7 separate regions of the Mus musculus genome follow, and regions 2, 3, 4, 5, 6 and 7 are each linked to region 1. The links are chromatin contacts, called in public HiChIP or PLAC-seq and promoter capture Hi-C maps. All regions are on one chromosome and are shown on one strand. The core of a region is the stretch at or near the end of the contact, and the rest is flanking DNA. Distances in the headings are between cores, read along the strand shown.

The links. Promoter capture Hi-C pulls out the DNA fragments that hold promoters and counts their contacts. HiChIP or PLAC-seq counts read pairs in DNA pulled down with a chosen protein or histone mark.
Region 2: an H3K27ac HiChIP or PLAC-seq map of embryonic stem cells shows a contact between it and region 1, with 6 times the contacts expected there. The contact joins the promoter of Nfkb1 here to the promoter of Ddit4l in region 1. A contact is called at or near these places in 2 of 39 promoter capture datasets (frontonasal cranial neural crest and hippocampal neurons) and 3 of 115 datasets of contacts at active chromatin or transcription factors (astrocytes and embryonic stem cells).
Region 3: a promoter capture Hi-C map of the C10 cell line shows a contact between it and region 1, with 6 times the contacts expected there. The contact joins the enhancer-like site here to the promoter of Ddit4l in region 1. A contact is called at or near these places in 5 of 39 promoter capture datasets (the C10 cell line, embryonic stem cells, hippocampal neurons and 2 more) and 2 of 115 datasets of contacts at active chromatin or transcription factors (astrocytes and epiblast stem cells).
Region 4: a promoter capture Hi-C map of the SN4741 cell line shows a contact between it and region 1, with 5 times the contacts expected there. The contact joins the promoter of Slc39a8 here to the promoter of Ddit4l in region 1. A contact is called at or near these places in 10 of 39 promoter capture datasets (the 3T3-L1 cell line, the HPC-7 cell line, the SN4741 cell line and 7 more), 4 of 115 datasets of contacts at active chromatin or transcription factors (embryonic forebrain, embryonic stem cells, large pre-B cells and 1 more) and 2 of 9 other capture datasets (adipose tissue and liver).
Region 5: a contact with region 1 is called in a promoter capture Hi-C map of hippocampal neurons, with 12 times the contacts expected there. The contact joins the enhancer-like site here to the promoter of Ddit4l in region 1. A contact is called at or near these places in 9 of 39 promoter capture datasets (cranial neural crest, embryonic stem cells, frontonasal cranial neural crest and 6 more), 2 of 484 Hi-C or Micro-C datasets (cortical neurons and nephron progenitors), 4 of 115 datasets of contacts at active chromatin or transcription factors (astrocytes, embryonic forebrain, embryonic stem cells and 1 more) and 2 of 9 other capture datasets (embryonic stem cells and liver).
Region 6: a promoter capture Hi-C map of hippocampal neurons shows a contact between it and region 1, with 5 times the contacts expected there. The contact joins the enhancer-like site here to the promoter of Ddit4l in region 1. A contact is called at or near these places in 6 of 39 promoter capture datasets (cranial neural crest, hippocampal neurons, liver and 3 more) and 2 of 9 other capture datasets (adipose tissue and embryonic stem cells).
Region 7: a promoter capture Hi-C map of hippocampal neurons shows a contact between it and region 1, with 5 times the contacts expected there. The contact joins the enhancer-like site here to the promoter of Ddit4l in region 1. A contact is called at or near these places in 9 of 39 promoter capture datasets (the 3T3-L1 cell line, cranial neural crest, frontonasal cranial neural crest and 5 more), 1 of 115 datasets of contacts at active chromatin or transcription factors (astrocytes) and 1 of 9 other capture datasets (liver).

Annotation. Positions count from the first base shown.
Region 1 is chr3:137,621,864-137,625,376 of GRCm38.p6, reverse strand. It overlaps Ddit4l (DNA-damage-inducible transcript 4-like), which reads right to left and starts at 1,705. Exons shown (of 3, transcript NM_030143.4): 1 at 1,494-1,705; 2 at 1,104-1,245. The coding sequence starts at 1,194.
Region 2 is chr3:135,690,022-135,693,534 of GRCm38.p6, reverse strand. Nfkb1 (nuclear factor of kappa light polypeptide gene enhancer in B cells 1, p105) reads left to right here and starts at 1,988. Exons shown (of 25, transcript NM_008689.2): 1 at 1,988-2,412.
Region 3 is chr3:135,743,776-135,747,288 of GRCm38.p6, reverse strand. No RefSeq gene overlaps it. Among named protein-coding and RNA genes, the nearest start is that of Nfkb1, 54 kb to the right of the region's middle. Within about 2 kb of position 1,693, at least 3 of the 459 cell types and tissues checked have an H3K27ac peak or open chromatin away from gene starts, as enhancers often do.
Region 4 is chr3:135,823,785-135,827,297 of GRCm38.p6, reverse strand. Slc39a8 (solute carrier family 39 (metal ion transporter), member 8) reads right to left here and starts at 1,641. Exons shown (of 9, transcript NM_001135149.1): 1 at 1,498-1,641; 2 at 608-1,058. The coding sequence starts at 826.
Region 5 is chr3:135,886,227-135,889,739 of GRCm38.p6, reverse strand. It overlaps Slc39a8 (solute carrier family 39 (metal ion transporter), member 8), which reads right to left. Exons shown (of 9, transcript NM_001135149.1): 9 at 1,168-2,935. The coding sequence ends at 2,786. Among named protein-coding and RNA genes, the nearest start is that of Gm31243, 14 kb to the left of the region's middle. Within about 2 kb of position 1,734, at least 25 of the 459 cell types and tissues checked have an H3K27ac peak or open chromatin away from gene starts, as enhancers often do. A contact at or near this core is called in cortical neurons, embryonic forebrain, hippocampal neurons and 1 more, where this site is marked.
Region 6 is chr3:135,970,980-135,974,492 of GRCm38.p6, reverse strand. It overlaps the pseudogene Gm16500. Among named protein-coding and RNA genes, the nearest start is that of Gm31243, 71 kb to the right of the region's middle. Within about 2 kb of position 1,927, at least 20 of the 459 cell types and tissues checked have an H3K27ac peak or open chromatin away from gene starts, as enhancers often do. A contact at or near this core is called in hippocampal neurons, where this site is marked.
Region 7 is chr3:135,987,847-135,991,359 of GRCm38.p6, reverse strand. No RefSeq gene overlaps it. Among named protein-coding and RNA genes, the nearest start is that of Gm31243, 88 kb to the right of the region's middle. Within about 2 kb of position 1,864, at least 3 of the 459 cell types and tissues checked have an H3K27ac peak or open chromatin away from gene starts, as enhancers often do. A contact at or near this core is called in hippocampal neurons, where this site is marked.

The DNA of each region.
Region 1 (3,513 bases), core at 456-2,955:
AGAGGACTTTTGAGGTTCCTGAGTTTATTTATAACCGGGCTGGGTCAGTTTTTCTTAGCTGAGCAAAACAAAACAGTCCCAGGAAAACAAAGTTAGGTTTACTCAGAGGAAAAAAGATAGCTCTGCATTTGGTCACCTACCTTCCAAATTAATCCTACTACTTGGCCGGGTGCCATGCCACACTGCGGCCACGAGCCTTCCTCTCCTCTCCTGGTTTTCTATGTCATTAGCTCACTTAGAGGGCACTGCTTGTTTTTTGTTTTTTGTTTTATTTTTTAAATTCCAACAAATAGATTCCAAATCATATCTGTATTTTTATCCACATTGAAGACAGACAAATTTAGAATTATAATATTATCTTATAGATGAAGAAAATCTAAAGAGCTTAAGCCACTTAATATATGCTCACACCACTCTTCCATAGTTGAATAGTCTGTCAGATTAGAAATTGACGTTTCAAGTTGCAAATGATGATTCCTGTAGAACCAGGGCTGTTCAAGTTTTCTTCTGACATTAATGCACAGTGGGTGCATTTCATAATAGAATCTTACTTAGCAACGAAAAGGAACTCACTGATGAGGTAAGTGTATAACTCTACAACATCACACGGTGGGAAAGCAAACCGAACTGAGAAGAGCATATACACTTATTATTTAACATTCTAAAAGCAAAACTAACGTGGTAACAAAATGCCGAAGGATGGTCTTCTGGAGACGGGAAAGAGAAGGATTAGGTGGCAAACAGAAAAGGGAGAATTTGGGGGGGGGGGGGGAGGGGGGACGGACGTGGTGGTGCTAGCTACACAAGTAAGCGCATGTCTTTAAACACACCCAGCCTGTACACTTAATGTTCCAACCATGAGATAGGGAACTTCATCCCCAAGAGCCTCTTAGCAGACTGGAACAACGCATTATTCCCCTTACGTTTGTTTTTGGTGGGCAGACAATGCAAAGGAAGTTTAGAAAGAGATCTCAGATGGGTTTCATAGTCCTCTGTGTCTCTAGGAGGAGATGAAGTCTCGCGCACTCAGGCAGGGACGCTTACACTAGAGAGGGGCCCCGCAACCTTCGGATAGGAAAGAGGTGGACAGCCCAGAGACTCACCACTTAGCAGACTCCCAGGGTGATAGCCACCGTCCAACAACTCTGAAATGCTGGCCGGGTTCTTACTGCTCAAACTGCCCGTTGCAACCATGGTCAACGGCTCTGTTTCCCTCGCGGAGCAGAACGGATCTTTCCCTAGGCGCTGGGAGGAAAAAGTGAGAAGTTTGCAAAAGCACGCAAGAAGTGCACAGGCTCCTCAGAGTCCCGGCATCGCCAGGGCGAACTAGCCCGGGCACTGCCCTTCCAAAGGGAGGGACCAGCCTTAGCAACTCAAGTTGACAAAGCCCTAGGAGCGGAGGCGCCAACTAAAGCCAACAGGCTGGAAGTAGCTGGAAAGTCAGCACAACTGGGAAGCGACCCTGCCCTATCCCGCCTCCTCGGGTCGCTCACCTGCCGGATTTCACCAGACGCTGAAGGGTAAACCGAGGCAGGCGCCCCTCAGTAGTCCGAAGCTTGGACAGTGGTCCCCTGCACAGTCCTGCAGCAAGCCGAAGGCTGCGGGCCACCGCGCCCACCAGCACAGGCTGCACCCGGCCGCTCCGCCTCCCGAATGGAGAGCGCTTTATAGGTCCCGCCTCTCCTCCTGGCCGGCACGCCCACCTGCGCCACTCGCTCGGGCCCGTGCCCCGGCCCGCCCCTGCAGGGTCAGGTCACCTTTCAGTTCCTTCCCAGGCAGGGGCCCAGGCAAGCCCCTGGGAGTTGGTGATCAGCCTCGCCTTGGGCGGACACCTGCTGCTTCCTGAGTTGGCCACTGGTCACCCTGAGTTGGCCACTGGTCACCCTCCTAAAGAGCATCTCCCTTCGGCCACTAACCTAGATTCTTTGGCGTGAGCCCCTGCCCACAGCTTGCCTGCTTCCAGGCTCAGACTGCTCAGGTTTTGGCTATGGAACTTTTCAAGCAGCTAGAAGCTCCAGGTCCTGTTAGGCATGACCCAAAACTTTGCTGTGTCATTCTGAATAAGTATTTGGCTTAGTTGACACTGTGCTCTGTGAGCATCCTTTATGCCCATGTTCTGACTCTAACCCATCAGCTCCAGTCCGCACCCAGTCTCCCCGCAGGTGGTCGGGATGTGGTAAGGGCTCTCTAGCTTCAGCTGCACTCAGGAATCAATGGGGCATCTTTGGGGATACTACATCTGTGACTAAACCGTTTTTCTCCGCGGCCAGGGCGAGCCTGGCCCTGTTCTAAGACCTGGCTTCGAAAGGCACAGAACTTGAATTGAAGAGGGCCAGTGCCAAGAAACTAAACAAAACCACTAACAGGATCTCAGTTGCCTGCTCCAGCCGCAGGATAGTTAGGAGCAATTGCCATTCCCAGAAGCAAAAGTTCCCGGTGGGCTTGTTTGGGAAGAAGTTTAAGCTTTAGTGGTCTTTAAAAAGCTTGTGGGGCATGAGAATAAAGAGTTGTCCTGCTAGGATAAGCTCTGCGACTCTTTCCGGGGAGTCTTGAGCAAGAGGGAACAGAGGGTCTGGGACACCACTAAAAGCACGATGCCAAACGTTTTCTTCTAACTTTACTAAGCCACCCTTCCTGCTGCCCTGCGCCAGTGGCACAGGGTTTGCAATGGGTGGGCGTTCCCAGCGAGGTTGCTGAGGTTGCTGAGATGGTTGAGGTGGATCAGAAAAGGAAGAGACCGAGATACTTGGGGTGAGGGTGAACCTCATTCAAGGCCAGGTTCCAGCACCACTCCCGCACACTTTGGGTCCCCACGTGCAAGGAAGGACCTGCAGGTTAGGGCCTTGAGAAGTAGGATCCGCTGTCCAGGCTAAAAAAACTCTCAGAAGGAAAAACAACAACAAAAGTGGTAAAGAGAGTGTGATAAACAGATCAGTGGGAGGACACTTGCAGGCAGAGCAACAGAAACTAAAGCCAGCTTGAAGGTCCATTTTTAACTCTCCCGAAGCAGCTGCACTGCTCAAGGTCAGGCAGGCTCAGGCACGGGATGCTGATAGGCTGGGGAAAGCAGATTTCCACTTCTATTTTAATAACAAAAGTGGAAAACAAGCAATCCCATTTAAGCCGGTTAGAATGGGTCCTTTAGCTGCTACAGAGCCGCTGGTCCTTATCTAGTCAGCCTTGTTAATGACAGCTGCGTCCTCCCTGCTTCAAGGAATGTTATTAGTGTTATGATAGTAAGTGATCAGAATGGACGTGGGTAGAATAGAGAAAATGCAGCATTTCCACTCGGGTATTTAGGCATAATTCATACTTCCACCGGGACAAAGTTATAGAAAGTTCTAGAATGTGGTATTTACTTTTGGCTCACCTAGCTACAATTTTATATCACTCTCTGGGCTTTTATCTCAGAAGGCAATTTACCCATATGCAAAAATTTCAAATAAGAGCATTCTTTTTGACTGAACGAGTGATGCTATCAGGAAGCTTAGGGCAGGAGGAATCAGGAGGTGT
Region 2 (3,513 bases), core at 739-3,238, 1.9 Mb after region 1:
CAGACAACTGCGCCACACAGAGATCTGTGCTACACAGGTACCTGCAACGCTTAGACACAGGTGCCTGTGTAGCACAGGCACCTGTAACACTCAGACACACACACACACACACACACACACACACACACACACACACACACACAGAGTGAGAGAGAGAATTTAAAATAAATCTTTTAAATAAAAGAAAGGCAGGTCTCTTTGGATCCAGATGAGAGGAAGCACAGGGAAGGGGTTGACACGATAATGAAGCACGACTGAAATGCTGCAGCCAAGCCTAAGAGGGCAGGCATTGCCGCAGCCACCAGAGGCAGGGGCCAGGCAAAGGATTTCTGTGGAGTGTGGCCTTGGCAACCACATCTGAATGTCAGACCTCTTGCAGCAAGGACTGTGAAGGAACAAATCCCTGACATTGGTTTCTGTTGCCACAGACATAGGAGCCTAGTCTACCTGCTTCCCACACAGGCTTCTGTTTTAGGTATATCCCATGGGATCATTTGGAGCTTGAAGTTTAACTAGATACTTCTTGCTGATGAACAGTCTTCAACTTGTGTTCTAGTAGTATATCCCATTGCCTCTACCTTTGTAACAGTCTTATTTATGTGCCTTTGACAATGGGACTGCCCCACCTTGCAGACTGTAGAGTTTTCCCCATCCCACCTAGTCCTCAGAGGAAAGACAAACACTTTATACTTTGTTGTTTCACCAGAGCTTTCAGGCTTTGTATTTATATCATCAGGGAAAAGAATCATTTTATATACTATATAGCAATGTGCTAAATAGTAACAAGGACACAGTTCTTGCCCTCTCCCCCTCCCCCTCCCTCTGTCCCCCCCACCCCCACTCTCTCTCACAGAGGTCTGTGTTTGTCACTTTCTGTCACTCAGCGCTTGGCTTTGTTAGTTATCCAATGAGTTCCAGGTCCAACTGTCCGCTGAGGTTACAGATACCCCCACCTGCAGGAATGCTAAAGATCCCAACGACCACTCTGTTGAGTCATTTCCCAGGCCCGTAGGTTACAATTTCTAATGTCCCATAAATAATAACAACCATCGTTGTCTTCCATCTATAGGAAGCCTCTGAACTCTAGATGGCAAAACGGTCTCTACAATTTAATGATATAGCTTTAAGGTTGATTACAGGGCTCTTTAAGGTCACTTAAAGACTCTCTAATATACAGTGTGGGGGGGGGCACCTGTGTTTCCCTCAACAACATCCCACTGAGAGGGTTTTTTATAACTTCATAAGTGGAACGCTGAGCGGAGGGTTAAGTACCAAAATAAAACTGCATGCTCACTACCTGATTGATCCCTGGCCTTTCAAAGTTGTATTTCCACTTGAACTCAGTAGTGAGACCCCCGAACTCTAAAATAGGTTTAAGTCAAAACTCACTTGGGAGCTACCTAGCCCCAGGCTGTCATTCCTGGCCCATGGAGGCACTTTGCCCAAAGAATAAAGACGCTCAAATGCTCGCAAACGGTCATCAGTGGGAGGCCTCTCCAGAAAAATAACCTCCCTTGAGCCGGATAAGGATTTATGAGCTGTGAACCAACACTGCGGGTCTCACTGTCGCTCTAATTCCATCCACAGCGATGATCACACAGGCCGGACAATGCGCTGTGGCTGAAATAATCGAGCGGATTGAAGACTTCATCCAGACCCAATATAAATTCATGGTTCTCTGGAGAGAACCTCAGCTACGATCTCGAAATTCCTGTCCGCTCTATGGAGCGATCTGAGTGTAGCCGAGACCCCCAGAGGAGGGAACAAGCAGATGAGATTGACTTTTGTGCCCAGCGCGTGGGGACCAGGCCGGTCTCCCGTGGCCTCCAGCTGTCCGGGCCTGCCCTTGGGCTGCGGGCGCCTCCCGGGGGCGTCGCGGCCGCCGCGGGGCTTGGGGTTCGGGGCGCCGGGTCGGGGCGCGCGGGCTTCCCCCACCCCCGGAGGCGACCCCACCTCCCGCCCCCGCTGTGCGCGCGCGCGTGGGTCCGTCCGTCTGTCTGCTCTCTCTCGACGTCAGTGGGAATTTCCAGCCAGGAAGTGAGAGAGTGAGCGAGAGAGGACGAGAGAGAAGTACCGAGGCGAGCCGGGCAGGAAGAGGAGGTTTCGCCACCCGAGCAGCCCGGCTGCGCGCTGACGGCTTCCCGTGCCCTGCGCGCCCCCGGCCTGCCGCCGCCGCCGCCGCCGCCGCCGCCCTCGGCCTGCTCGCGGGCCGGCTCTAGCAGCGCAGGCCGGAGCTCAGGGCCCCGCCGCGCCCGGCCCGCCCCGCGCTTCTCCGCCCGCGCCGCAGCCATGGCGCGCCGCTGAGCCGCCCGCCCGCCCGCCCGCGCCCCGACCCGGCTCGGGCTCCCGCCGGTCCGCGCCGCTCCGCAGCGGGAGCCCGCAGGCGAGGAGAGGCCGCGCCGCATCTCCAGGGTAAGCCCCGGGGCAGGTAGAGGAACGGAGCCGCCAGCTCTCCGCACCACGGTGCAGCGGGTCCCACTGGCTCGAAGCTCCCGGGGTTCGGGGGGGGACTAGGGGAGAGCCCCAAGCAGGAGTCGCGGATCGAGCGGCCCCGGCTGCGGGGAAAGGGCACATCCGCACTGGGCGGCCCCGAGGCCTTGCGGGCCGGCTGGCGGGGCCCTCGGCGTCTCCGCGGGCGGGAACGGGAAGCGGAGAGGAACTCTTGCAAAGTTTTAGAAAGATGTACCCAAGCCCCTGCGGCGGGGTTGGGGTGGGGTGGTGGCGGCCAGGCTGAGGTCCGCCACCGGCCTAGGACAGATAGAAAGGTGCTTGGTGCAGTGCACAGCCAGATTTCACCAAAGGGCGGTCAGTGAAATGAAAGCAGAAGTGCCTGTCAGTCCTCCTGGCTGGCAAAGCCCTTCCCAGCTCCTAAGAATCAGTCCCTCGGGAGAACCTGGGGCCCACTTACCAATCTGAGATAGACACCCCCCCCTCCCCATACACACACATATCATGCATTCAGCTGCCAAATCTCAACTTTGATTTTCAAAATAATAAGGAGGGCCTCACACCGATTCTCCAGGGCTGGCATTTGAGAGAGAAATTACCTACTAATAGCACCTTTCAGACTTTTGATTACGGGGAAACTCTAGGATAATGGCACCATGTTTTGTGCCTGACCTCCAAAACAGAAAACGATACAAACATGACGCCTCTGCTACATGTAGGCTTCCTTCGGTCTTCTGAGACAGACACCAATCTTGGCTCTGTTTATGGGTCGAGTCTAAAACTTAAGTGGGACAAATGATAAAAAGATTTCATCATCTAGATTTAATCTGTTTTGTTTTTTTAATGAACTTTTAAAAGTAAAGGCCAACACTGCAGCTTTCTAAGTAAGCATATTTAACTAAAATTTTTGTTGTTTTAGGGCTGAGAACAACTTGTGGTGTTTATTAACATTTGATGGCTATGGCATCAAATACTGGGGCTCAGACTGGTGGTTAGTACTAAAGATGGAGATGGTGATAGAGTTGGGTGGCTTTCTAGAGGACTCTTCAGCTGATTGTTCTTGGG
Region 3 (3,513 bases), core at 444-2,943, 1.9 Mb after region 1:
TTGGTAGGTGTCATTTGCCTGCCCACCATTCACAGGTCAGACTCCCTGCTTTCTTGTCTGGCTGCAGAAATTTGTGTGTAAGCCCTGTTGTCTACCTCTATAGCAAAGATCATACACAAAAGACATTATTGAATCCTGATTTCACTGTTAGAAATTAATATAAAAATTTCAGGTCTTATGGAGCATGAGCAATTTGGGGCAAATGTAATAAAAAATAAGTAACAAAAAAGAAAACACACATGGAAGAACACAAATATCCTTGCTTTCCTTCCTCCATTTCTCTTTTTCCTCTTCTGCAGCCTCCACCCCTTTTTTTAATTGTGTGCTAACAAGGTTACCCAAACCAACAAAACAACTCTCTGAAGGATCAATGGCCCAAACCTACATGGATAGAGACTGCCTTATGGTTTATTCTGCAGGAATGACAATGACATTAGTAATAACAAATGTCACAGTAATCAACCCACTCTAAGCACCCATAACTTGTTGGACCCCCTACAACACTGGTCTTTCAGACTGTGTGCAACAGATTATGTGATTCCCAACTCCTAAACATAAAAAGGCTTTTCAAGTTGAAGTTCGAGTGGTAGGCGTCTACAGAGTCAAGACTGAACCCTTGCTCATCTAACTAAAGTTCACTGAGGAGAAGTATATAGAAGAAGAAGAAGAAGAAGAAGAAGAAGAAGAAGAAGAAGAAGAAGAAGAAGAAGAAGAAGAAGAAGAAGAAGAAGAAGAAGAAGAAGGTGGCTTTGTGTCCTAGTAGATGTGGGGATGGGTAATTCTAAATTAGAAAAATACATGTTAACCATTACCTGTAAGATGTGAGAAAATTATCTAAACTCTTTTGACATCCATCTCAGCCTTGGTGGCTGTATGTAGAAAAACTTCCCATATCTTGTAGCAGAGAATTATGATAAGGAAAAATGATAGGGCAGTAGAGGTGATACCTAGTCTAATCCTTAAAGGTGAGCTGATACCAGGCAGGTGAGTGAAAGGACATCTCAGAGACAGCACCTGCAAGTTTTATAGAACTTGCTGCATGTTGTATTTGACTCTCGGTTATTTTTAAAGTGAGAAAAATGGGGCTATCCCCATTACCCCCATTGTAATAACAGAAATATTGGAAATTGAGGGTCAGGCAGCCTGAGTCAACATCTGGAGATTCTCATGGCCTTGACACAATTGAGTAACGGGCATCGTGGAACATTCTAGAACATACAATTTTGAAGGCACCAAGTTTTCAATTTTATCATAACCTTTACTCTTTATAATATTATCCATTTTAAGTTTACTCAGTTAAAAATGCTCTCTCCAAACGTACGTGAGTTTGAGTGGGACACATCCTGTCAGCATAGGGCAGGTGCAATCACCCCATGAAAGTGACCTTTCACCTATGTCTCATTCCCTACTTTTTTTTTTTACTTAATGAGGGTTGCTTGTCAGATGGGCTGAATTCTTAGGTGTGTGAGAACAAGGCTAAGGAAGCAAAAGCTTTTTTAAAACATAGCGTTGTTTTAAAATAGCAAAAGCATTTTAAATACGTGTTGCCCTGTATTCTGCACAGATTGAGAGGAGGCTCTCTGAGAGCCATCACATTTATTTGTTACCACATCAGTCATCTAAGCAAGCCACCAGAAACAGGACACTTGAGATGGATTCAGCTATTTGAGAAATTTTTCTGAAGAGTCTAGAAGTATGTGTCAGAGAAATGGCAACCCTCGGGGCAGGTGGAGCTGAAATACTGAGTCGAGATCAGCATAGGTTGAGAGTGAAGGAAGCTCACAGAGCAGACTGTTGTGAAACTGATACAGAGCTAAAAGGCCATGTTTTATAACAGAAAATAAGTAAGGAGTATGGAAAGGGTGCCCAACCAAAACTTATCAGAGCCAGGCGGTGGTGGTGACGCCTTTAATCCCAGCACCTGGGAGGCAGAGGCAGGTGGATCTCTGAGAGTTTGAGGCTACCTTGGTCTACAGAGCTACAAATTGAGTTCCAGAAACAGCCAGAGCTACACACAAAAAAACCCTGTCTCAAAAATAATGAATGAATAAATAAAACTTACTAGGCATTACCGTGCATCAAGCATTAGTGTATTACAAGTTTTGTGTTCACCCTGTTTTCATAAGCACTTTATTACTATATCCCCTTTGCTTTGGATGATTACAAGGGTGGGCGGCTTACAGAACCATGCCATTCATTGGTGGAAATCCAGAGCTACGACTCAACCTCATGACTTTGGACTGTACGGTCGAGTGCAAGCGCAACGACACTTGGATATTTCTGTTTCAGAGCCTTGCCTTTGGCGTTAAGAGCTACTTGGCTCTCTCTCCATCACCTACACACCATCAGTTATCACCTGGGAAGAACATATCCTTCCCAGATCCCTAAGCTGAACCTTACCTCTCATACTACTATGTTTGGAAACTGGGGGTTTGAAGTGGTCATCAAAATTCAATCTCCAATAGCATGGGGCCCTATTTTAATAAGATTTCTGATTGTTCTGTTTTCATGGATACTTTATTACTATATTCCCTTTCCTGTGGTGTCCTTGTAAGAGAGTGACAATGGCCATAACCACACAGTAGGGCTGCCATAAGAAGTGATCCGGCCATCTACAAGCCAGGGAAAGAAGCCTAGCCACATGTCATAGACATCCAACCTCCAAACACTGAGGAAATACATATTAATTGTTTGTCATTCTGTTTCTACTATTTTGTTAGGGCAGAGAAGGGACAAAAGTTAGCCTGAAAGCACGTCACTCAATCATCTGTGGACCGTGACTTGAAGAAAATCAAAGGAAAACCAAAACAGAGTTCTTGGTCTTAGGCCTCCACAGATTCTTGTTTTGTTTTGTTTTGTTGGGTTTTGTTATGTTTTGTTTGTCAGAGTTACACCGTAACTTTGTAAAGCAAATAGTGGAACAAACTTGGCAGAAGCCCATTCATTCATTAACAGGACTCTTTGGAAACCAACTCCAGTGAGCTGGATAAGAAGAATTCAGCACCTAACTGGACAAAATGTACATGGAAATGGGTAAATGTGGACTCCTAATAAAACCTTAGTAGCTAAACCATGGGGCTGGAGCCAGGCTAAGCTGTTTTGAATTCATGCTCTACTGTTCTCTGTAACATTATGAACTAGGGAAAACTATCTAGCCTTCTCTCCACAGCTGGATTCCCTCATCTACGGCATGAGGTTAAGATGCGCTATAGAGTCAACATAAAACTGAGTGACCTACGGTATGTAAGATAAATTTGAAGTATATGGCTCATAACAGATATTCAACAAAGTATAGATACAATTGTTATTGCAGTGGGCAAGTACTAAGTCGAGTCAGGGTAACCGCAGAAGGACGGTTGCCTCCATGTGGTAATGTGGTCATTTGAAGATGTCCCAGAAAATCCAAACAATGAATCTGCACCTTCATTGTGTGTGTTTATATACCTGTGTATGTGTGTTAGTGAGATTCATATACATGCATATACGCACATATGCACACATATACATGCATAT
Region 4 (3,513 bases), core at 392-2,891, 1.8 Mb after region 1:
CGCATGTACTGAAAAAAATGTACGTTTTGTTATTTTGAATGAATTTTAGAGTTAAACACATGACATGACGTGACTAGAAAATGACTCCAACCCCAGGCTGGCACCAACTGAACCAGTAATCACGGGGTGATCTGAGTTTTAAGGTGTCCACAGTTTCCCCATCTGTAAGGTGTGCTGTTTCAGCCCTAACGGCCTTATGCAATATTCACAAGAGTGTTTTTAAATGGGAGTGGTCACTCACCCTGAAACTGATAAGGACCGCAGGTGACAGGTTCCTACTGCTGAATGTGTAAGTTAAGTAAATGGCTCTTTCCTTAAGAATTAAATATACCATTCCTATCTAAAGTTCATATCTTGGGTGAGTTTCCGCCCTCAACTACTTCGTAGACCTATCCGTTTTTCTATAGATCAACAAGTCCTCTGGTAGCTCAACTTCTCATTTTGGCTTGCCAGATCTCTAACTCAAGTCCCTTAATGCCCGGTGAACCAACCGGTGAGGATCAAATGACCGCTTCAAACTTGAAAAACTTCACGAAATCCTTTCTCTGGTGCTACTGCTCTGGGGATGGGAATCTGAGAAAACTGCAGAGAACGGGGCCACCCTTACCTGGTTGAAGTGCAGCTGGCCCAGGTCCAGCGCTCCCTGCTGGGATGCAGCCCCCAGACGCTCCAGCAGGCGCCCCAGCTGCGCGGCCGACAGGCTCCGGTTGGCGCCGAACACGCTCAGCACATCCTCACTGAAGGCGAGCTCCGGTCCCTCCGAGGGGTGTCCCAGGCTGGTGGCCGCCAGCAGCAGCAGCCCGGCCACTGCCCGGCCCGGAGCCATCGTGGAGCGCGCAGCTCCGGAGCTAGCTGATGCAGGGACCCGCGCCGGTGCCCCGGTGTCAGTGCCGTTAGGGTGGGGGTGGGAGGGTGCGCCGGTCCCGCGTCACTGCCTGGCCCAGTTAGCGAGACACTCCGTGCCCCCGCTCTGCAGTCTCAGACCTTCGGGGCATTGAAGAGGTAGAACAGCCAGAAGGGCGATAGGCAGTGTGGCCTCTCGGAGCCTCCTGCGGAGCCTGAGATAAAAGGAACAAAGGGGGACAGAGATAAAGGGCACTGGGTCAGCAGTCTGCGGGCCCCAGAGCTCTGAGTGGCCAGAGTCTCGAACTCCGAGCCGGGCGTGGGGCCAGCTGCCCGGAGCCTGGTTTGCTGAAGCCCCAGGATTTGCTTACAGTGTGGTGACTCTCGCTTGTCCCGGATATAAAGCCCCAACCGCGCCACACTTCGGGGAACTAAATCCTCTGACTGTGCAACCCCAACTCCTCTTCCTGTCTTGAGGCTTTTTTTTCCCGCCGCAGAAACGTGGAAGGGTCGGGACTGAAGCTCCCACCCCCCAAAAATCTGCAGAGAAACACTCCCTCGGGGTCCCCAGGTTCCCGCGTCTACGCTGGACCCTCTCTGCACAACTGGCTGTGAGCTTGGCAAGTTGAAACGGAGAAGTTGCTAGCCTCTCACCTCTACTGTCTATGTCAGCCCCTGAGGTTCAAATATATTCAAAATACTTCTCTCTCTCTCTCTCTCTCTCTCTCTCTCTCTCTCTCTCTCTCTCTCTCTCTCTCTCTCTGTCTGTCTTTCTCTCTCCTTTCTCTAAGAAACTCTGAGATCAGGCCCTGCACCCTTTAGAGATAAGAAGGGGAGGGAGAGTGTTGTCCCCGCCCCTGAAGCACGTGGTGTCACACTCCCCCAGGCTGATCTCCCAAGTGCGTCCACGCCGGGGCGCTTACCTCTCTGTCTGCCATCCCAGCCGCTGTGGTGCCTACTCCCTGGAGCCCACCTCCACGGTGGGATCCCTAGCCCCCTTCCTGGTGTCCCGGCCCACTTTTTTGGTGACCTCCATGAAATCAGCTTCCTGCAACGGTGTCTAGAGCCCCTTGCATTGTCTCAAAAATGAACAGGAATTGGTTTTTTGCCTCACTTCTTAAAAATCAGAGGAGAAAGAGGAAACCAAATCAGTCGCAAGTTGGTGGGCTAGCTGAGCCAGCAGGGGCCTCGCGGGCCCTTCCTGACGCCGCTCGGGATATCCGCAGATCACAAGGAATGTTTATTTGCTCAGACGAAGGTTCAAGAAAAGCTGAGTTGGGTGTCAGGTCAACAAGTTTGTGTAAAGTGAATGTGGTGTTTGGGGACAAAGGTTGTGTCCGGTGGATGAAACGATCTAGAAATAAAGAAATAAAGTGAAACCCGCTCGGCTGTCAGAAAAAGAATTCAAAGTGCTGTTCATGCCTTTCAGGATGGGTGTGTGTGTGTGTTTTACCCTCCTAAAAACAGCAAGTTTAAAAACAGGCAGACAGCTAACAGAAAAACAAGGTAGAAGGAAAAAGAAACTATTACTCATAAGAAATTTGGCGCTCTCCCTCTCTCTTTCTCTCTCTCTCTCTCTCTCTCTCTCTCTCTCTCTCTCTCTCTCTCTCTCTCTCTCCCCCCCCCCGTGTGTGTGTGTGTGTGTGTGTGTGTGTGTGTGTGTGTGTGTGTGTGTGGCAGGAGGGGGGGCGGGGGCGGGGGTGCTGGATTCTAGGAAGATGGGGGCCTAGGCAAGAACAACAGAAGGACTTTCCTGTGATAGAGGTGGGGATATGTTCCGTCTCACACCAGAGGCATTAGGCAGCTGTACAGGGCAGCTGCCAGGAGGAAGTTTTCTGCATAAGTGTGCCAAGCCTTAATGTGGAGAATAATTTCTTCATGACTGGAAGCAATTCAGATCAACAGATCCCAGGTGAGAAGCACTCACCTGTACATGACAAAAAGCCCTGCCTTGAAAGGCAGTGAACTAAATGATCCTGAGGCTGGACTCTTTCCAATTAAAAAAAAAAAAAAATCTGTCCGATGTTGGTATTAATTTACAGAACGGTACTGATGCTCAAAGGGCAAACCTCTCACAAAAGGGCCAAATGTAAGTTGATAGCACAAAGGAGCTCTTGCATCTACCCAGCTGATAAGTTTCTGATTAAAAAAAAAAAGTCTCTTCAACTTTTTAGTGGAGTTTTAAGTGTAGTATATTGTCTATTTCTCCCTTTTTGCTTTAGTGACAAACGAGCAAGTGGCTTCTGAGCACGAGTGGATCCTTTAAAAGGCTGGACTCCTTATCTGGCATTAAAGCCCTGGGAGGCCTTTGGTCCTGTGGAGGCCTGATGCCCCTGTGTAGGGGGATGCTAGGGAGGTGAGACAGGAGTGGGTTGGTGGGTGGGTGACCGAGGGGAGGGAGGGTGGGATTGGGGTTTGCAGAGGGGAATCTGGGAGAGGAGACAAATTTTGAAATGTAAATAAATAAAATAACCAATAAAAAAAGAAAGCTAGAAGGAAAAAAAAAAAGGCTGGCCTCCATCCAAAGGGTGGTCTCTTCTTTTCAGGATATCCACAGCTAACTCTGTGGATAAAAATGAAGTGCTGAGCTGTTTGGGTAGTGGACAAGTGCAGCGAATGAATTTTCAATAATACAAAGGTTACGTTGTGGATTTCTTTAGGTATAATTTA
Region 5 (3,513 bases), core at 485-2,984, 1.7 Mb after region 1:
ACTTTATAAAAACTGCTTAAGACTGATTGAACCTGTTTACACTTTACCCATAAGTGGACTTAGGCATCTATTATCTCTTCCACATGAATTTGCAGTTCCAGCCACAATGGGAGCCACACCCTAGTACCATGGCTCTATCAGCTGGCTACCCATCAGCACCTCTAGTGGAAGCTCACCCACTTTGTGAGCTTCAGTTTCCTAAGGTGCTTTGTGACACAGCATTACCATGGTAACAGGATCTTCTACAGTACCCAATAAGTGCCAGGAATTAATACATATTCTTTAAAGTTTAGCAATGAGTAATATACAGTATTTTTTATTTATTCTGGTAGCATCTCTAAAATCTAATGATTATGCTGTCTTAATAAAATGGTGGTTGTAGGTTCTCCTCCAATATCCACTACTCAGTGGCTAGCTAAGTTTGCCATAGTAGGCATGATTTCCATCTTGCTGAGTAAACAAGTCTAACTAGAGAGCTGCTACCAAAGTGAGCCAAACAAGCCAGGAAAAGAGAAAGTAAGCGATGTCCCTCCACGTGTTTTGTTTGAGTTCCTACCTGAGTACCAGTTCTAACTTCCCTCAGTGATGGTTTGTAATCTTCAAAATGAAATAAATCCTTTTTTCTTCAAAAAACTAAGATTATATGGCAAATGCTCCATAGGAAGTATGTTGGCAGGATTATGCTCACTTGAAGAAAGTTAATCAGGATAAAGTAAATGCCATCCCGACTTTCCTTCTGCCTCCAACAAACAATTGCCTCTTGTCTTTAAGTCATCGTCACCCAAAGTCCTTCATTCTCCATGGTAAAGGGAAAGGATGGAGAGCCAGACCCACAAAAAGCAGGCCAAAGAGTCAATCTGCATGTACACTGAGAATCACTAAACTATCTTTTCAAAATATTCTTCCATAAGTCATTTCATTAAAAATACATACAATCTGTACTTTTTAATGTTTTATATATATATGAATGTACTATAGCTGTCTTTAGACACACCAGAAGAAGACATCAGATCCTATTACAGATGAATGTGAGCCACCATGTAGTTACTGGGAATTGAACTCAGGACCTCTGGAAGAGCAGTCTGTGCTCTTAACCACTGAGCCATATCTCCAGCCCACAGCATATACTTTTAAAAAGCAAGGATTGTTAAGCACTGAAACGAAAGGTTATACTAATATAGATTGTGTTTATTGAAATGAAAAATTAGTCTTTGTAGGATTTTTTTGCTAGATATTTTTAAAATAATACAACATCAGTTCTCTACTTGCCTCTCTTCTCATAACACCAGCCACATGATGTCACTCAAAATAAAGACATATTAAGAGAAAAATAACTGACACGGTACATGGTTTCAAAAGCTTTTACTGTTTGGTCAAATAATATTTTTTAATTGTCAGTCATAAAGTGAGAATACACATAAACATATATGTTAAAGTTTATCAAATCTGCACTGTTATTACATGAAAATGTGTTTGGGCTTATAGGAAAACATAATTCCTGAGATAACTTGGCTTCTATTACTAATTCTCATCACTGTCAAATCATCTTTTTTTTAAGTTACTTGGGAGTGTGAATTGAAATTAGGATGTTCAATTCAGACTGATCGTCTACAACGTGCTCAAACACTCAGTGAGCTGTGTGTTTTACGAAAGGTAGAAAGAGTATGCTGAGGTTTTCCATCCAACGGTATACCATATGGGAACAAAGCACACTGCACATAAAAGAAGCCGTCTCTGCTGACTGTCAATCACCCCTAATGAGCACATGCCTCCTCCACCATCAGTCTCTGACACAGCCCAGCCCAGCTGTGATTTTTGCATTTATTGAAATTCCCCCTGCTAAATAATTATGCTCATCTTTTAAAAAGTAAATTGCTCACAATTACATTCAATTTCTCTCTCCCACCCAACATATTCTCCACCATGACAAAGCAATCCCAGAGCATGGCAAGACTGAGTTCTAACCAGTCTCGCATACTCCTCAGGCATTTCTGTTGGCTGGAACCACAGCATAAATCATAGCAAAGCAATTCTGGTCTTCTGCAGGGTGTGTTCAAGCTTATAACTCAGGGACCAAGCCCTGAGCCCAAGCCTTGCTGGGCTAGCAAGCCTTTCATCCTTTCCTAATTCATGTTACTTTGTATTAGCTTTCAAAACAATCCTACAGGTCGCCAACTGAGACATAAAGCTGAACAAACGCTGTGCGCTATCTTTCTGGGGTTCGTTAAGGCACTGGGATCGGTCCTGCATGCACTGGAGCTGTCTGTCTTGATTTTCTTCCTCATTTGATGCACCTGCCTTTAAAAGCAGTCAAACACATTAATTGGAAGAAAACCACTCTGAAAACGCTTGAGGTTTTTGTTGTTGTTGTTGTTGTTGTTGTTGTTGTTGTTGTTTACCCAAGCAAGTTCTGAAACCTTACATGACCCAGATTGTGTTTTTCTCTGGATCTGTATGTCTGCTTGTGAATGCACGTGTTTGCTTCATGATAATTTTCTAATATGCATAAAATATTGAAAACCAGGTATTTACCAAAGGCCCCATACACCAGCCTTTGCAGTCTGAAACCGAAAACCTTTTAAGGAAAAATTTTAACAACAAATTTCACCTATTCTACATATCTGAAACCAGTCATTAGATTCCTTAGCCTTTAGTTGAAAATAATAAAAAAAAAATCTCTTTTAACTAAATAGGATATACTTTTAAAAAAACAAAAATCCCTATGGAGATGTTTCTGTGTTGTTATTAAATGCCTTCCCGCGTTGACGTTATACTCCACTTCCGGCTACTGCAATTCGATGTCTCCTGCGTACAAGGTGATGAGCAGGATGGCAGTGAAGCCGGTTAACATCCCTGCATTCTGGATCATGAAGAAGGTGAAATCCGTTTGTCTTCCAGTTACTTTTTCTCTCAGCATGTCGTTCATCTCTGGAAACTAGAAGACACATTATTAAATGGCTGTCGCCATCTTGTGGTGAATCCTGAAATGCTCGTCTGGGGTTTCTGCACAGGAGCTGAGCATTTCTTTCATTTGGGACTGGATCGTACCAATCAATGTTTTGCTTCAGGTATTGAGGAATCCTAGTATTCTGCGGCATCCACGGTAAAACTATCGAAAGGTCACACAGCCAGATAGAATGTACCTGGCTTGATGCGTTCTCTCCTCAACTCTCTTCCCATATACAGCTGTCTACACCTCAAATTTTAAGGAATTCAACCCGGTGGGTTTCACCCTCAGGCACGCATTTCTGTTTACTTCCGTTAGCCCTTACTATACTATACTATACTATACTATACTATACTATATTCTGCTTCATCCCCATTAGATATGCTATTGTTCCTCTTATCTCATAGTATTTTTAAGTATGCCATGTTTTACTTTGTTGTTTCTTGCTTAGCCCAGGCTGCCCTACTATGTCACTATGTCACTATGTAACTAATGACGATCTTGGACTTAATAATCACCCTGCCTTGTGCCACCACAGAGTTGGTGAAGTGTTGGGTTTTTTTCTT
Region 6 (3,513 bases), core at 678-3,177, 1.7 Mb after region 1:
AAGCCAAATAATTAGTAAAACATTCATAACATTTTATTTTTTTGCCTCTATTTTAGTGGCTTAAAAAAAAAAAGCAATCCTCAAAAAAGAAAAAAGTTGTTTAACTTGACCACAACTTCACCAAAAATAAGCATCAAACCTAGAAATTAATTCATCACTTTCTGAGTCTTACAAATCTAAAGAAAATCCCAAGGTTTTTTGTTTTTTTTTTTTTTTATAATCCCTGATGCAGCTTCTGTCGACTAACATAAAACTATGTTCTCTGGTGTCAATAAGATCACAGCAAGGGAAAGATACCCAGCATACAAGAATATAGAGAATAAGATTCTGACCAAACAAATGGTAGAAAGGGCAAAACTGGAGTGATAGATACAGATCAGTGCTTGAGAGAAAAGAAATTAGGTTCTGAGGGGCAGGAATGTAGCTCAGGGTGATGGAGCGTTCTGCATGATGGGGCGGTGGTTATGTAGGTGGCTCATTGTTAAGCTCATTGAAGTGTGCACCTAAAGCTGACAGACTTATTATATATAAATTACCTTTCAAGAACACTGAAGAGTCGAGTGTGTGTGTTTCACCTGTCTACTCTCAACCCAGTATTTCTATCTTTCTTTTTATTAGCACACATGAAGACTAGCAAAGACATCCTTCTTTTGGCTAGCCTGTCCCTTGTACATTTGTAATGGCCTATTGGGTTGTTTTAAATATGGGGTGTGGGTGTTTGTGTGTGTGTGTGTGTGTGTGTGTGTGTGTGTGTGTGTGTGTGTCACAGTATAGTTGTAGAGATCAGAGAACAACTTGCCAGAGAAGGTTCTCACCTTCCACTGTATAGGGTCTGAAGCTCAAATTTAATTCCTTAGCAAGTGCCTTTCTCCATCTAATCAGTCCCAGAGAAAAAGTCTTAAGCCTCTTTTCTAGGGACCATAGATACAGCTGTTTTTAGCATGATACTATGATACTTGTGAGGTCCCACTTGATAGCACCAGGCCTTATCATGTGACTATGTTCATTATATTTTTTCTCTTTCCTATTTCACAATTGTGTTGCCCTCCCCCCTTTTTTGGCAATTTGACACAAATTAGAGTTATCAGAGAAGAACAAGCCTCAGCTGAGGAAATACTTCCATAAGATGGAGCTATAAAACCTTCTTTCAGTTAGTCATCAGTGGGGGAGGGCCCAGCCCTTCATGCATGATGTTATCGCTGGCCCGGCAGTCCTGAGTTCTATAAGAAAGCAGGCTGAACAAAATAGGGGGAAGCAAGCCAGGAAGCAGCACCCCTGTAGGATGCTACTGGGCTTGAGTTCCAGTTCGGATTTCCTTCAGTGGTGAGCAGCAGTGTAGAAGATATGGAAGTGTAAGCCAAACCAAAAGAAAAGAAAAAAGGAGGAAAACAAACAAACAAACAAACAAACAACCATTGACTCCACAACTTGCTTTTTAGTCATGGTGTTTTGTTAGTAACCCTAACTAAGAAAACTATCTCTATGTCTTGATTGGTGAATGATCAAAATAATAGATTCTATAAAAGCAAATTAGGGTGCTGTATAGTCGCTACAAAGCTTCAAAAAATAACCCTTGGGATAGGAGGTAGAAAAGCTCCTACAATCTTCTGAAGAGCCTTGCCTACAAGCTCCATCTCAAAGTGGAGACTATGAAGGTGTGTGGGAGGATGGAACTGCAACACCCAGGTTTTGGGGTGATGGCTCTGGCCAAGACACATGACACGGATCAGGGAACAGAATCAGTCAGGAAGCCTTCACAGTTGTCTAAGTCAACGTGCAAGGGGCTTTTGCACAGTGAGGCTGTGGGCGTGTTCAGGCAAGGGTGAAATAAGCTGAGGTAGTTGGAGAGCTGGGAAGGGTGGGGGGATAGCCATACTCTGTTCTCCCTCCACCCACCACCCTCCAGACCAGAGCCGGGAGGGAGTACCATGGGGAGAAAGAACAGTACAATCTGACAAATGAAGGTGTGGGTGGCCCTGGAACAGCCCACTGAGACACAGAAATTGTTATTCTCCCTCTGTAGCTGTCATTTCTTTCCCCATCCTACTCACTGTATTTGGGTTTTTGTTTTTCCTTTCAACAACTACATATATTTCTGTAACAGCTAGGGAGCACTGGCATTAAGTGTCTTACAAAGTCTCTGGTGTTAAGTGAGCTTCCCATGTAAGTAGACACCATGAAGATGTCAGGCCCTCTTCTGCTGGTCTTGGGTAATTCCATCTCCTCCCTTTAATTTTCCTGGCTATTTTACATATGGTTTCTTTTCATTTTTCTATACGATTGACAACATTTGTTCCCTCTCGTTATATTTTCTGTTCTGCGGAGCCATTCTTTGTAGCAGGCTTATAAACTTTAACTCCCACTGTAACTCAGACTGAAAAGAAAATGAGCGTTCTTCCTGCACTTTCCCTGGCCCTCTGTGTTAGTCTCAACTACACTAGTTAACGGAAGAAACAAATGAACGAAATTCAATTAACACTTAGTCTCCTTAATCTCCTCCAATAGTTCCAACTTCATCGGGGGAAATATTCTCTCAGAAAAGATAAACTACTGCTTCTGGCAGCCCTCTCCCTGCCTGTTCCTCTGTAAATGACACATTACACTGTGTGGTGGAGTGGAGGCTATGGTTTGTGATGCTTTTAAGAAGATGTGATGTGTTCTGCTTGCCCAGATCTCCATGGCAACCTGAGGCTCCTGGGTATCTCTTCCCTGCTGTGAGGATGCATAACTTCACTTCGTGTCCATGAGACTTAGGGTTTTTGTATAGTCTGTCTTGCCATACCAAGTTCAGGTTAGTATAACCTTGACTTGCCACCGTGCCACTGACCAGGTTTTCTTCATAGTCGTCAGAGCTTCCTTTCTGGGCTGGGGTCAGGTGGGCTTCCATTCCCCAGCTGCGAAGCCTCAGTGTAGCATCTCACCTTCAGCTTTGGAGGCAGCTCAGGAAGCTGATTCCATATGGTCTGTCTCTTTTTGACACAGGATAGAAAGATAGGGAAATTAAGGATACTTTGGAAGGGAAAGGAACCCTCACTCCTGAGTCTGCTTAAGTGTCTGGTAGGGATCTTGTGGGAGTCAAGGAATCCTGCGCAGTTACCAAAATTTGAAGTGAAGGTTTCCCGTGTAGAGATAATATTCCTTTTATGTAGAGATAGTTTCAGATAAAGAATGTTAAGATAGCAATGAATCATGCTTAAGCCCAGCCATGTATAATATTAAGTATGGTCTTACCCTTATACCAGATTCCTTCTAGGAGATCTCATTTAAAAAAAAAAAAAAAGACTATTAACTTTACAGAAAAGCAGCCTTACTTTTTATACAACCCTTGTGATCAGCTGTGATCTAATCCAGTGAGTGCACCTTAGAAGCCACCTGATGATCTCAAAACCATGACAGTCCTTTAAGATACAACTTCGGAGCCTACCAAAAGTGGATAGTTGGCTCTTAAAAGACAATCTGTCTCCCCTTCCCTTTCCTGGGCTACAGTCTTCTTATCACTATGATTAAATCTAC
Region 7 (3,513 bases), core at 615-3,114, 1.6 Mb after region 1:
ACCTTGCTCTGGTTACTGCTATAATTGAGATGAGACTGAGAATCAGCAGCTCTGCAAGTAAAAGGCTGCACTGTGCCTGCTGGCTGCCAATGCTCCTGGTTTTATCTCCTGTCTTAAATCTGTTCTACTCTTCCGGGCAAAGGCATAGCTGCAGGTTATCATGCACAGAACAATGCCAACTTCACCCTCTGTGAAATTCTAACAAAATAAGAGCAGTTGAGGAAATGTTAGGTAGAAGTGAGAAATTGTAATTAGTTAATGAGAAGCATCAGTAAGAATTTTCTGAGGGAGCTTTGACCAAGACCACGGTTTACAGAAGCAAAGACACATAAAGCTATGGTTGCTATAGCAACAAGCCAACGTTTACTTTCTAGGAAAGGATTTAATAGTTTAATAAGCTTGGAAATTACTATTAGACCGGGAAGTTAAAGGTTAAGGTTAAAAGAGATTAAAAGTTAATAATACTGAGGGCTTTAATGACGCTACACTCAGAAGTCTTTTTGAGACAGATTTGATACTCAAAACCCCAGCCAATAAAATAAGGCTCAGTGCCATAAGGTGAGGATGGAGGCCATTGAGAAGGTATCGTTCAGAGCTCTGAGGTCCATCCCAAGGATAACCTGCACAAAGGGCATGGGAAGAACACCCTAAAACAGAGAAGCCAAAACAGACATCCACAGGGCAGAACCCCCTTTGTTCTACTGCAAAGGTGAAGCTCCTAAGACTTACTGCTGTCATAAATTTCCCAAACATTTTCAAAACCCAATAAACAGGAGCTGGCTCTGCTGTGGTGCTGCACTGTCTGGTGCACTGCAGGAAGCCGGCAAAGGAATTCAAGCACTACTCTCCAACAGTGAGATGCCTTAACTGAAAACTTGGAAACTAAGCAAAGGATAGGCATACACAGAAATACGCAGCTGTGCGTATCTTGTAATGACACTGTGGGATGATGCCATCAGGGGAAAGCATGCAGAAGTAAGACAGCATCCTTTCACTGCAGAAACTTAACTACTTAGTGTTTAATGCCTGGTATCTACTAGTCACTAACCACCCTTACTGGTGTTTGCATTACACAACAGTGAATGCATTAGGCAAATGCAATTTAGAAACAAAGCTTGCCCATACTCACAAGTCAAGTGGTGGGACAGGAAAATATAAGCAACTCTTTCCGACTGTAAGGTCATTATTATTCTTTCCATAATTCAATGTAATCTAAATCAACACACGTGTCATTTGAACATGGGTCAGTTGTGTATATCTTACACATCTGTTTCCTCAGTTTTCCATGGTATCAATATCTGATTATAACCAAGCAACTTCAGGTTCCCAGTGGTCAGAATCAGTTAGCTACTCTCAGAAAGAAGGAATACAGTGGGCTCAGATGTGAGGAGACCATGAAGAAAATTACTCCAGTGATGTTGTGCTGACCAAAAGACAGCACAGGAAAGCAGTGCGGGGAATAGTTTGGAAAACATAGAGAGATGCTAGGGCAGTGAGGTGGGAGTAGGTGGGTGAGTGAGGGAGCACCTTCATAGAGGCAGGGGAGGGAAGGTGGCTTCCAGAGGGAAAAATGGGAAGGGGACAACATTTAAAATATTGAATAAAATAACCAAATATGTACGTACATACATACATACATACATACATACGTACGTACGTACATACAACTTGGAACCACAGAGTCTTACAGTCCCTCTAGAATCAGGACATTATGTGAACTTAGAGATGAAGCTTTGTTCCTTTCCTTCATCTCCTACGCTAACTTATCAATGCCTCTGCACTAATAGGAATTAATAAGTACAGTACTAATAGACCCAATATTCTATGCAAATGTCCTCACTGATTATGAAATACCAGTGCTTTGGAACTGATCCCATAACACTCTCAGGCTCAGTCTGTTGTCTTTTAAAACTGGGGAACGTGTCCTTATTTACTCTGAGAAATGATAATAGTTTCAATATCTCCATGAAAATTCTAACCAGAGAGCATGGCTGTTCTACTCCTCCATATGTGTGTATATTTGGATGCACATAAAGAAACTGCCATGCTAATTCCATTCTGCACTTTCAATAATACTGCTTACAATTTATTAAGAGTGAGGACCTGCCAGCCTACAGGAACATAAGCATGCATAGTTAAGGTAATAGTCACAGGCCATTGAGAAAGAGTTTCTTCCTCTGCATTTTTATGAAGCTTAAATACTTACTTTGATGGTGATTAATGTTGCCTCTGTAATTAAGTAAAAACTAAGTATTTAGTCCCTTGTCTCGCCACTTACCAAGCCACACTTGACTTACCACCAGCTTTGCATGAACATGTTGACAAATTATCTTTTAAACTAAGATTGCACATTCATAGGGCACTTAAGTATATTTTTGCTTTAATATTTATTACCTCTTATGAATTATATGTTGATGAAATTGTATTGATCTTGTTAGAACTACCTCATGCAGAGATGACTAGCTATTAAAAGGATAAAAAAATTTTCACTGTGACAAGTAATAAAATAGAAACATCTAAATTAGGTATGTAGAACATGTTTTTTTGGTGATGATGGTGTTGATTTGGTGGGAGGGTGCTTTTTAATTTTAAGTACTAGTAATTAAGTCCAGGGCCTCACACATGGTAACAAGCACTCTGCCACAGGATTTAATATGTCTTTTAACAGATCACCAAATGTAGCTTCCCACTCTGAATATCTAGTTTCAATGCTATCTAAATAAGCACAATGATGCTTACCTGCTTGGTGGACTAGTATAAAAATTAAGCAAAAAGGGAAAGAACACCTTATGTTTGAGAGACAATAACCATGGCCACTGAACTAAATGTGTAGCTGTCCTGAAGACCAAAGAGGACCCCTGTGCAAATGGAATATGATAAGCAAAGAGCTCAGGGGGTTGCTCATGGGAGACTCTCACTACATACTCCCAATCTCTTCCCTAGAGGATTTTCCTAAGTAGTTCCAAAACTCAGTAAGAAAAGATAAAAGTGTCTGCCATCTGAGAGTTGGCTGGGTTAGCCTGGTAGGTTCTAGGAACATAAATAAAATTGTCCTAAAATGGAAGATAATTTATTTGGGAATGAAAAGAATAATTGATAAGGAAGTTTTAAAAGTAGTGCAAAGTCGGGTAGTGGTGGTGTGTGCCTTTAACTCCAGCACTGGAAGGCAGAGGCAGGCAGATCTCTGTGGGTTTGAGGCAAGCCTGCTCTACAGAGCAGGTTCCAGGACAGCCAGGGCTACACAAAAGGACTCTGTCTCAGACAAAACAAACAAACAAACAAACAAACAAACAAAACAAACATACCTCAAATTCTATTGAGATAAGAAACTAAGATCCTTTAATCCCAGCAAAACTGGGTTTAAAAAAAAGAACATAAGATACTTAAAATTATCAAGAAAAGTGGGGACTCAGATGATGGGCTGAGATGAAATGCAGTCAAATTTACTGCTCAAGGAAGAAAATATAACTCCAAAAGAGAGGGAAGCATACTTTACACAAACTGTAGGTTACA